3 separate regions of the Pan troglodytes genome follow, and all the other regions are linked to region 2. The links are chromatin contacts, called in public HiChIP or PLAC-seq maps. All regions are on one chromosome and are shown on one strand. Each heading gives the region's core, a stretch centred on a gene start, on an enhancer-like site or on the middle of the called end of the contact. The rest is flanking DNA. Distances are from core to core; before and after follow the strand shown.

The links. HiChIP or PLAC-seq counts read pairs in DNA pulled down with a chosen protein or histone mark.
Region 1: a contact with region 2 is called in an H3K4me3 HiChIP or PLAC-seq map of stem cell-derived excitatory neurons, with 4 times the contacts expected there. The contact joins the promoter of GGCX here to the promoter of TGOLN2 in region 2. A contact is called at or near these places in 1 of 7 Hi-C or Micro-C datasets (stem cell-derived neural progenitor cells) and 1 of 1 datasets of contacts at active chromatin or transcription factors (stem cell-derived excitatory neurons).
Region 3: a contact with region 2 is called in an H3K4me3 HiChIP or PLAC-seq map of stem cell-derived excitatory neurons, with 6 times the contacts expected there. The contact joins the promoter of MAT2A here to the promoter of TGOLN2 in region 2. A contact is called at or near these places in 1 of 7 Hi-C or Micro-C datasets (stem cell-derived neural progenitor cells) and 1 of 1 datasets of contacts at active chromatin or transcription factors (stem cell-derived excitatory neurons).

The regions. Positions count from the first base shown.
Region 1 is chr12:37,190,857-37,194,297 of NHGRI_mPanTro3-v2.0_pri, forward strand. GGCX (gamma-glutamyl carboxylase) reads left to right here and starts at 1,535. Exons shown (of 15, transcript XM_515586.8): 1 at 1,535-1,691; 2 at 2,094-2,264. The coding sequence starts at 1,649.
Region 2 is chr12:37,417,392-37,421,250 of NHGRI_mPanTro3-v2.0_pri, forward strand. TGOLN2 (trans-golgi network protein 2) reads left to right here and starts at 2,589. Exons shown (of 5, transcript XM_009442748.5): 1 at 2,589-3,451; 2 at 3,683-3,859. The coding sequence starts at 3,406.
Region 3 is chr12:37,213,729-37,217,294 of NHGRI_mPanTro3-v2.0_pri, forward strand. MAT2A (methionine adenosyltransferase 2A) reads right to left here and starts at 1,923. Exons shown (of 9, transcript XM_001167501.8): 1 at 861-1,923. The coding sequence starts at 951.

The DNA of each region.
Region 1 (3,441 bases), core at 285-2,784, 230 kb before region 2:
CTGCAGGCGCCTGCCACCACGCCCGGATAATTTTTTGTATTTTTAGTAGAGACGGGGTTTCACCGTGTTAGCCAGGATGGTCTCGATCTCCTGACCTCGTGATCCACTCGCCTCGTCCTCCCAAAGTGCTGGGATTACAGGCGTGAGCCACCGCGCCCGGCCAAAAAAATTTCTAATACGGCAAATATTGAAAGATATAATCCACATAAACAAAGCTTTTAGGGTCTTCTATAATTTCTAACACTGTAAATGGTTCCCAAGACCCAACTGTTTGAGAACCGCTTCTCTGGGATGCCTTCTTCTTTTCCTGCTGGCTAATCCCAGTGGAGAGATTTAGGTATTTAATTCTGTTCCAGACTCACCTCTGAGAACCTTTCCTGATGGGCCACACTCTACTCACTGCCCTTGCTCTGTATCCCCTCTTCAGTTATGTTGTTCCTGTTTCCCTGTGTGCTTTTAATTTTCTTTCTTTCTTTTCTTCCCGCCTTTTCTTTCCTTTCTCTTTCTTTTTCGTTGTTTTTTTGTTTGTTTGTTTGTTTTTTGAGACGGAGTCTCACTCTGTCGCCCAGGCTGGAGTGCAGTAGCGCGATCTTGGCTCACTGCAACCTCCGCCTCCTAGGTTCAAGCGATTCTCCTGCCTCAGCCTCCCGAGTAGCTGGGATTACAGGCGCACGCCACCATGCCCGGATTATTTTTGTATTTTTAGTACAGACGGGGTTTCACCATGTTGGCCAGGCTGGTCTTTAACTCCTGACTTCAAGTGATCCGCCCGCCTTGGCCTCTCAAAGTGCTGGGATTACAGGCTTGCTGCCGCACCCGGCTTGTTTTTTTTTTTTTTTTTTGAGACGGGGTCTCACTCTGTCCCCCAGGCTGAAGTGCAGTGGTGCGATCACAGCTCCCTGCAGCCTCGAACTCCTGGGCTCAAGCGAACCTTCCACCTCAGCCTCCCGAGTAGCTGAAACCACAGGAGCGCGCCACGACACACAGCTAACTTTTTTTTTTAGTGTTTTTTCTTTTTTTGTTGTTGCCTTTTTTTTTTTTCTTTATCGATCCTCCCGCATTGGCCTTCCAAACTGTTGGGATTACAAGCGAGAGCAGTGCCCGGCCCCTACTGCTTTGAAACCTCGGTTCTTTGCAGGTCCTGGAAAAGAAAGTGAAGGGGTCGTGCAATAGCTCAAAACCCAGGCAACATTTCCAGGCGCGTCCTCAACTCGGCGTCACTCTGACAAAAAGTTTGCCCTTTGCGCCCGATCCCTCACACCAGAGAGCACCGCAGGGACGCAGGGACGGAGAGGACTAATGGGGTCGGGGAGGACCCAAGGAAGTTGGGGAACTCAGACTCTTTTCAGTGTTTAAAAAGCAGAGGCCCCCTCGGAAGGCATAACAGGCGAGTCTAACAGTGCCCCTGGAGATCAACGGCACTAAGGGGTACCTTTGCCCCGCTCCAAGGCTCCTTGTTCCGCCCCCTGCCGCCAAGCAAGGAATCCGGCGCCGCCGGTCGGGGGTAGTATTTACGACAGTGCTGGCGCTTTGCGGCCGGCCGCACAGCTGCTGACGCGTCGGGAGGCGGAGCCTAGGGAAGCAAATTCTCCTGGCGGCCTCCGTTCAGACGCGGCTGCTGTGACCCACCTGCCTCCTCCGCAGAGCAATGGCGGTGTCTGCCGGGTCCGCGCGGACCTCGCCCAGCTCAGGTAGGCTTAGGACCCCGCCCTCAGGCGGAGAGTTCCTAGGAGCGCTGGTCTCAGAGGGGCGGGGGCGGGAGGACGCCCAGTGTCTCCCGGTGAGGCGGTCGGGGGGGGTCCTCTGTGGGGAAGGGGGCGTGCTGTGAGACATTTGCAGCCTGCGGCTTCTGAATGATGATGACATTCGGGAACACTGCGGTTAGGGGACTGTAGTCTGAGGGGTTCGGGGACATTAGGGGATCGTGGAGAAGGGGCTGCACTGCAGGGATGTTTCCTATAGTCAGATCATTGAGGCAACCTCATTGAGCCAACCCGGGTGGGCGGAAGCTCTGAGCTGTTGGTGCTGTGATTTCTTTGATTTGAGGTGGAGTCCACCCCCGCACACACACTTTCTCCATTTATTGATTGCAGATAAAGTACAGAAAGACAAGGCTGAACTGATCTCAGGGCCCAGGCAGGACAGCCGAATAGGGAAACTCTTGGGTTTTGAGTGGACAGATTTGTCCAGCTGGCGGAGGCTGGTGACCCTGCTGAATCGACCAACGGACCCTGCAAGCCTAGCTGTCTTTCGTTTTCTTTTTGGTGAGTCCAGTTTACGGGTGGGAGCAATTTGGTTGAGAGTGGAGAATGACAATCTCTATTTTTTGGTTGCAAGTAGACTTAGCTCCCTTTTCCTCAGAGCTGAAGACATTGGTATAAAAGAAGAGGTCTTTGCGAAGTTTAGGATTAAACCTGCTTTGTCTCCTACAGTTAGGATTTACTTGGTGGCCAGAAATGCTTTTTTTTTTTTCCTTGGACGGACTTTCGCTCTTGTTGCCCAAGCTGGAGTGCAATGGCGCTATCTTGGCTCACTGTAACCTCCGCCACCTGGGTTCAAGCGATTCTCCTGCCTCGGTCTCCCGAGTAGCTGGGATTACAGGCGCCCACCACCACACCCGGCTAATTTTTTATTTTTTTTTGTATGTGTGTTTTTAGTAGAGACGGGTTTCACCATGTTGGCCAGGCTGGTCTCAAACTCCTGACCTCAGGTGATCCGCCTGCCTCGGCCTCCCAAAGTGCTGGGATTACAGGTGTGAGCCACCGCACCCAGCTAGAAATGCTATATGATATGTAGAGGCGAGGCAGCAGTGACCCATTTTGCTTGTGGCATGAAGTTGCCCAGAAGACTCAGAAAAACAGAGCAGGGGGCCACAGGGACCATACCTTTTGGCTGTGACTCCCTAATCAAGAGCTTCTTAACTGAGGCCACAGCATGGTGTGCTTGGAATGGTTTACAGATGTGCAGAGATATTAGTCCCCTTAGCCCAGTAGTTCTCAACTGGAGGGAGTTTTGCTCCCTGGAAGACATTTGGCAATGTTTAGAGACATTTTTAGTTGTCACAACTTGGGGGAGGAAGAATAGGTGGCTGCTGGCATCTCTATAGAGGTCAGGGAGTGCTCCTAAATGTCCTGTAGTGCATTGGATAATCCCCCTCAATAAATAATTAACCAGCCCAAAATGTGACTAGTCCTGAAGTTGAGAAACCCTGCTTTATCTCAAGCTGGCTTCCTGATCTGAGTAGCCTCTTCTGTTTATTCCCAGGGTGTTGACGAAATGCAACTGTTTTTGGAGTGTGCCAGGAAGCAGAAAAGGTTGAGAAGCACTCCCAGAGCACTTTCTTTCTTTCTTTTTTTTTTTTTTTTTTGAGACGGAGTTTCAATCTTGTTGCCCAGGCTGGAGTGCAATGGTGTGATCTCGGCTCACTGCAACCTCCGCCTC
Region 2 (3,859 bases), core at 1,339-3,838:
CTGAGGCAGAAGAATCATCTGAACCCGGGAGGCGGAGGCTGCAGTGAGCTGAGATCACGCACTCCAGCATGGGCGACAGAGGGAGACTCCATCTCAAAACAAAACCCACAAAGTTAACTGCCTTATTTTCTGTTGTACTTTTTGTGCTTAGTAGATTCATGTTCTAGACAATTCTCAGGTCATTTGTTCTTTAACCTGGCTCTGCTCCAGCCTCTTTCCTGCCTTTCTCCTTGTTCTCTATTACCTGACAATCATAGTCTTTAGACTTACACAAAATACCAGGTCCCCACCTGTCTGCAGGCCATTGTATTAGGTTGGTGCAAAAGTAATTGCTGTTTTTGTCAAACAGCAAAAACGGAATTGCTTTTGTACCAACCTACTACATGCTGTACACTCAGCCAGGAAAGCTCATCCTCCTCTTCCCTTCATCTTCCCAGTATGTACCTGGGACATAGCTACATCCTTTGGTCCTCAGCTTAAAGGTCCCTTCCTCAAATGATCTCATAGTTTCTATAATTTTCTTTCTGGCAGTTCTTGGAATGTGCATGCACATACACACATTTGTGTAGATATTTAATATTTATGTATCGCAAACTGCATGCTCCATGAAGTTAACACCTACCTTAAAAATTTGATATAGGGCCGGGGGCAGTGGCTCACGCCTGTAATCCCAGCACTTTGGGAGGCCGAGGAGGGTGGATCCCCTGAGGTCAGAAGTTCAAGACCAGCCTGACTAACATGGAGAAACCCCATCTCTACTAAAAATACAAAATTAGCTAGGTATGGTGGCGCATGCCTGTAGTCCCAGCTACTCGGGAGGCTGAGGCAGGAGAATCGCTTGAACCTGGGAGGCAGAGGTTGCGCTGAGCCGAAAATGCGCCATTGCACTCCATCCAAAAAAAACTTTTTTAAAATATAGTTGTACATATTTATGGGGTACATGTGGTGGTATTTTTATACAGGTATACAATATGTAATGACCAAATCAGGGTAAGTGGGATATCCATCAACTCAAATATTTATCTATTCTTTGTATTGGGAACACTACAATTCTTTTCTTTTAAAATATACAATGTTTTTGTTAACTATATTTTCCTACCGTATTACTGACTACAGACTTACTCCTTTTATGTATCTGTATTTTTGTACCCATTAACAAACTTCTCTTCATCTTCCCTCCCATCTTCCCTTCCCAGCCTCTGGTAACCACCTCTACTTCCATGAGATCCACTAGTCTCAGCTACTTGGAAGGCTGAGGTGGGGGATCACTAGAGCCCAGGAGATGGAGATTGCAGTGAGCTGAGATCGTGCCACTGCACTCATGCCTGGGTGACAGAGTAAGACCCTGTCTCAAAAAAAAAAAAAGAGAGATGGGATCTTGCCATGTTGCCCAGTCTGGTCTGGAACTTCTAGGCTCATGTGATCCCCCTGCCTCAGCCTCCCAAAGTGCTGGGATTACAGGAGTAGATATCTTAGATATACTTATTTCCTTTCTTTTGTACATACCCAGCAGTGGGAATACTGGATCATATGGCAGTTCTATTTTTAGTTTTTGAGAAACTCTGTGCTGTTTTCCTTTTTTTTTTATAGAGACAAGAGTCTTGCTACGTTGCCCAGGCTGATCTCGAACTCCTGGGCTCAAGCCATCTGCCTGCCTCAGCCTCCCAAGGTGCTGGGACTACAGGTGTGAGCCTCCATGCCCTGCCAATACTGTTTTCCATAATGGCTGTACTAATCTACATTCCCACCAACAGGATATTAGCATTCCCTTTTCTTCTTATCTTTGTCACCATTTTGTATTTTTTTTTCTTTTGATAACAGCCATTCTAATTGGGGCTGAGATGATCTCTTATTGTGGTTTGGATTTGCATTTCCCTGATGATTAGTGATAGTGAGCATTTTTTCATATATCATTTCTATGTTGTCCATTTGTATGTCATCTTTTGAGATATGTCTATTCAGCAGGTCCTTTGCCCATGTTTTTCTTTTTTCTTTTTCTTTTTTTGAGATGGTTGCCTAGGCTGGAGTGCAGTGATAAGATTTTGGCTAACTCACTGCAACCTCCACCTCCCAGGCTCAAGTAATCCTTCCATCCTCAGCCTTCTGAGTAGCTGGGATTACATGCACAGGCCACCATGACTGGCTAATTTTTTGTATTTTTGGTAGACATGGGGTTTCACCATGTTGCCCCGGCTGGTGCCCATTTAATTATATTTTTTCCTTGAGTTTATTATATATTCTAGTTATTAATCCCTTGTCGGATGGATAGTTTGCGAATAGTTTCTCCCATTATGTAGGTTGTTTCTTCACTGTTTCCTTTGCTGTGCAGAAGCTTTTTAACTTGATGTAATCTCATATAAGACCTATAATTTCTTAAATCACTGTCTCCAAAGCACCAAGCCTGGCAATCGTTCATAAAGTGATTTCAGACATTTAATGTATAAACATAACAGTAACTGTAAACGGTGAGATACAAAACCACTTACCTGATTATCCCAATATGGGGAGAAAATAAATATGCATAGAAGAAAAGAGAAATACACTAATTAAGAAGGGAAAGAGTCCTTTTTTTTTTTTTTTTTTTTTTTACAAAACGAAATGGACACATAATAAACTAATGTAAGCGGTAACCTGTGGAGGAGTAGGAAGACTTTTCTAAAGTCTGTTTACTTTAAAATCCGGTTTTCATTTCTGAAACATTATAATGTATTATCTATTCAAAAACATAAAATGTTTAGAGGGCAGACAATACACTAAAACATTAATAGTGATTATCCCGGAAGGGTAGGAGTCAGGCTTTGTTTTCTGCTTCTGTATCAGAAAAAGGATGCACTTTTTGGAAAAGATGTTTGGCGACCTGGAAGGACACCGTCTCCGTGGAGTCGGGAAGGAGGAGGGCCAGGATGCGAAGGCAACGCTTTGCAGGTGATCGGATGGATTTATTCCCACATGGGAGAGACCAGAGCACAGCACGTTTGTGTACTGCCAGGAGGGAACCACGAAAAAAGCAGAGGATAGAAACGCAAGCACACGATGGTGGTGGCCAAGAGGCGCCTGCCCCTAGTGACCTCACTTCCGCGGCCAGTGCGAGAGGCGAGGGAGCTCCAGCTCTGCCTGTAAGGTCTCGGAAGTACGAGGCGGAGGGGACGAAAAACGGAGGGCCAGACTGTTGTGGCTGTGGTGGAGACGAGAAACCAGGAAGAAGAGGCTCGCCTTCCACTCGGCGACCGTAAGCGAAGCAGCCGAAGGCGAGCGCAGACATCAGCAGCTGCCCCCTAAATCCCGCCCTTCGTCTTGGCGGCAGCGGGAGACTGAGAGACGCGCGCAGCAGGGGCGGGACTGGAGAGGGGCCCCGCGCGCGGATCTCGCGAGAGCGTTAGAGGGCGGAAGCGCTATCCGAGCAGGATGCGGTTCGTGGTTGCCTTGGTCCTCCTGAACGTCGCAGCGGCGGGTAAGACCCTCCATCCCGCATCCCACTCTTGCCCCCAGATCCCCCATTCTCACCTGGGCAGGTCACCTCTAGGCTCGCTTCTTCCCTACCCGACCCACCTCTTCGCTCGCCATCGTCTCCCGCCCCACCCCCCAATCCCCATTCCCCCGCTGCTCCCGATCTCTTCCAGTTCTGAGGAGTTCCTTCTTCCCGCCTGCCCTTCTCCGGTGCTAACTCGTTTTTCTATTTCAGGAGCCGTGCCGCTCTTGGCCACCAAAAGTGTCAAGCAAGAAGAAGCTGGAGTACGGCCTTCTGCAGGAAACGTCTCCACCCACCCCAGCTTGAGCCAACGGCCTGGAGGCTCTACCGAGTCGGATCCGGAGCCGCAGACTCCAAAAGACAGCCCTAGCAAGTCGCGTGCGGAGGCGC
Region 3 (3,566 bases), core at 673-3,172, 200 kb before region 2:
GCTCAGGCTGAGATTCTCAGTTCCTGGAAATAGCTTTACTCCTCCTTCACGTGCCAATTGATCCCCATAATGGCGGTTGAGCGGACAAAGCCTCAAGTAAAACCCTGCACCGAAGACTTTAAATGCGAACCCAAAGCAATGGCAGCTCCTAATTCATGCTTCCCATCCTTTTCACAAGGGGTCCAAATAAGGACTGCCTTCTTGGACATGCGCTATATTTAGTCAGAGGCCGTCACCTTGGAGGCAAGGCCATATCCGCCGAAGGGCATGTGCGTATTCTCCAGTGTGTAGTCAAGACCTAACCACTGAGGCAGTGGAGCCAGACGACGTCCCAAGGCATAGGCCCCCCACCCCTCAAACTGAGGGCCAGGACAGCCGGGGAGGCCCACGGCTCCCCCTCGCCCAGACACCACATGCGGCAAACACGTGGTCGCCGCTGCAATGCGGGGCGCGCGCTCCCGAGGGCCGGACGCGAGCACGCGGGGCGGGTCGCCCACTCCAGGTTTGTCAGACGGCAGGGCCGGGAGGGGTTAACAGTGCCCTCCCTTCCCGGCCAGAACTCACTAGCGACCACAGCCCCCGCCCTTCACGTTTTCTGGAACCTTCCGCATGCCTAGGCGCGCGACCGAATGGAAAGGGAGGGGGGGAAGGGAAGGGTGGAGAGGGGAGGGGGAAGAGGAGCGGCGGCCACGCGCCAGGCCCTGGCGGCGCCACGAGGAAAGCGCGCGGTCGCCGCTCTTCCCATCACCCGGCGGACGAGGACGACCCGCGCGGGCCCCACCACCGGCCGGCCGCAACCAGCCGGACCTTGGCGCTGCCTTCTGCCCCGCCCCACGCTTCGCTTCAGGCCGTCCCCTCACCTGGGTGGCCTTCCCCGACCGACTCTGAGGTGAAAAGGAACGTGCCCTCCTCGATGAACGCCTCGTGGAAGCCGTTGAGCTGTCCGTTCATGTTGGTGTCGGTGTGCGGAAGTGGCCTTACGAAGGAGCAGCGGCGAGGCGGCAGCGGCTGCGAAATGCGCAAGCTGCGGACAGCGTCCTACTCGTAGCAGGCGGGCGGCGCGGAGCGAACGAAGCGGCGGGCGGTGCGGCCCGGTATTTATAGAGCAGCGCCCGCGCGCGCCCGGCTCGGGCCCCGCCCCTCGGCGCCGCGCGCCAATGCAGCACTTGCGCGGGGGTCGGAGGAGGAAGGGCAGCTCGCTCCGCGGAGTCCGGGCTGAACCACACTGCGCGGCCGCGGGAGGTGCCGTGGCAATCCAGCCCTCCAGAGACCGTTCAGCTATCTTGAGCCGCTAGAGCTAGGGGAAAAATGCAGACGCGAGGAGACGGGGGGGTTTGCTCTTCCTTGTTTCATGTGGGAGAAAAAGCGACTGGGGCTTGCTGGACCCGCTCCCCTGTGCGGTGACATGGCACCTCCCTTCCGACCGTTGGCCGGGATAGCTTTCCCGGAGGTCGCGTCCCCCAGCGGAGGCGGCGGGAATCGCGGAGGTTTTGTGCTGCGGCTGGGGTCTTTCTGGCCGTCCCGCCTCTAGATGCCGGGTGGCAGGGAGCCGGTGGCGGTCGGCCATGTGAAGGTGGCCATCTTGGCCGGCCAGCGAGGGCTCCTCACGGCCTTCCTTCGGCCTCCCTGCCCGGCTTGTTGCCGGCCCCGGGATATCTGAGGGGCGCAGGCCCACCTTCTAGTCGTTTCCTGGTGAATGGCTCTGCTGAAGATGGCCGGAAAGCAGATTAATGAGGGTGCTGCCATCGATTTAAACAATCGCTCTCCTGCCCGCTTCCCTGCGCTAAAGTTTCTGAGGGATCCTCACCCTTCGTGGTTCGTGGACTTAAAGTGGAGGCAGCGCTCCAGCCTTTCCCTCCAGAGAGAAAGGAGGCCGCTCCCAAGTCCGTCCTTGCCCCGTGGCCTTCCTGTTCCTTTGAAAGGGGGGGGAGGGGAATCGATGTTTCAATCCTCTGGTCAGGAGAATATGGAACGAACATTTCTTTTTTGGTGGGTGGGGGCTATTCGTTCCCTTGAATGTGCTTAAGCAGATCTCTTGACGGCGTGGAATGGGCTGTTTCATGAAGCTTTCACTTTAAAATGTCCACCTGCGTTTGTCCCAGTTTTGCCCAATAAAGGAATTACAGGGAAAAAGAGCGAAACAAAACTTGAACCAGCAAGGAGTATGGAGTCCCGTTTGGAGGGAGCCCGCCTTGGGGGCGGGGGTCTCTGCAGCTTGTTCTGGGGCTGGGCCTCGGTGCAGGTCTGGTCGGGCTGGTGGCCTGGTGGCCCTGAGCGGGGCGCGTGACAAGAACGCCGGGTTTAATGAGGTTCTCAGGGAACGGCCTGCTCCTAGCATGGGATGTACTTTACGCTGGGGAGGTGAAGGAGAGACCCCTAGTAACAGTCTCCAGCTGTCTACTGCTGGAGGCAGTAGAACAAGGTGCATTCCCAAGAACAATCCTCTCCGCCGGTGCAGGAGGAAAGGTGGGATTTGCTAAAGGCTCAGTGGGAAACAAAGGAAGCACTTGGGCTGTGCTGGGGGCATCGACAAAGAAGATAAAGGGCTCCTCCCCAGACTCAGTGACCACATCCACGGTCGCTCAAAGCAGGCAGCAAGAAAAGGTTCGACCACAAAAGAGACAATAGGTGATGATATTTTTATTCGTTGCTTTTTACTTTTCAAGCTAACCCTTCATGGGAAAGTAACTGTATAAGACTATTAAAATTTTTTGTTATTTTTTAAAGCAGAATGCCAATTTATTAACTTACAATGTGTAATAAAATTGTCAACTGGAACAAAATGCGTGTGTAGGCTGGTCAGTGCATTATCTCCCAGCAGAAAAATCTATATGGGAAGCCAGAATATAACTGGAAGGTTATTTTATTAGAGAGTCAGAACAAGGAGCGTAAAGTCAATGATTGGCTCATTAAATCCTGATACCCCTGTGCTACCAACTCCACAGTGGGGCTAGGCCTGCCAAGGAGATGAGATTTAGCTGTACATAGTTGCTTACCTACTTCTCTCACTTGTGAATAGTGTGTAGGTGTAATACAGTAAGAGTAGGGGTTTGGAGTCACGACCTCTCTATGCATCAGTATCCTCGTTCTGTAAAATTGGAATATTAATAGTACATCATAGGATTGTTTCAAGGATTGAAATAGTGCAAGTAGAGTCTTTAGCACAGTATCTAGTACATAATTTGTTTTAATGTAAGCTGTAAAAAAGTTAACTATATTTCCTGTGAATTACTTTTCAGTGGCTTTCAATTGCTGTCGGGATACGGACTAAAATCTCTACATACTCAAGGCCCCAGTGTGATTTGGCTGCTACTTCTGCAACCTTATCTTGTGCCACACTCTCCTTTCTGTGTTCTACTTGAACTTGTTTTTTAGTAGCAGTTAATTTTATTAATTTCATAGTATCAAAACAAAGGAGGACACATTTTCATTTATTTTATATTATTCGTATTGTCCCTTCCTCCCTTCCACAAATATTTATGAGCACATCTGTGAGTCAGACCCAGGAGCAAATGCTATAACAATCCTGGTCTCTGCCCACTCGGCGCTCTAAATGTGGGGAGATG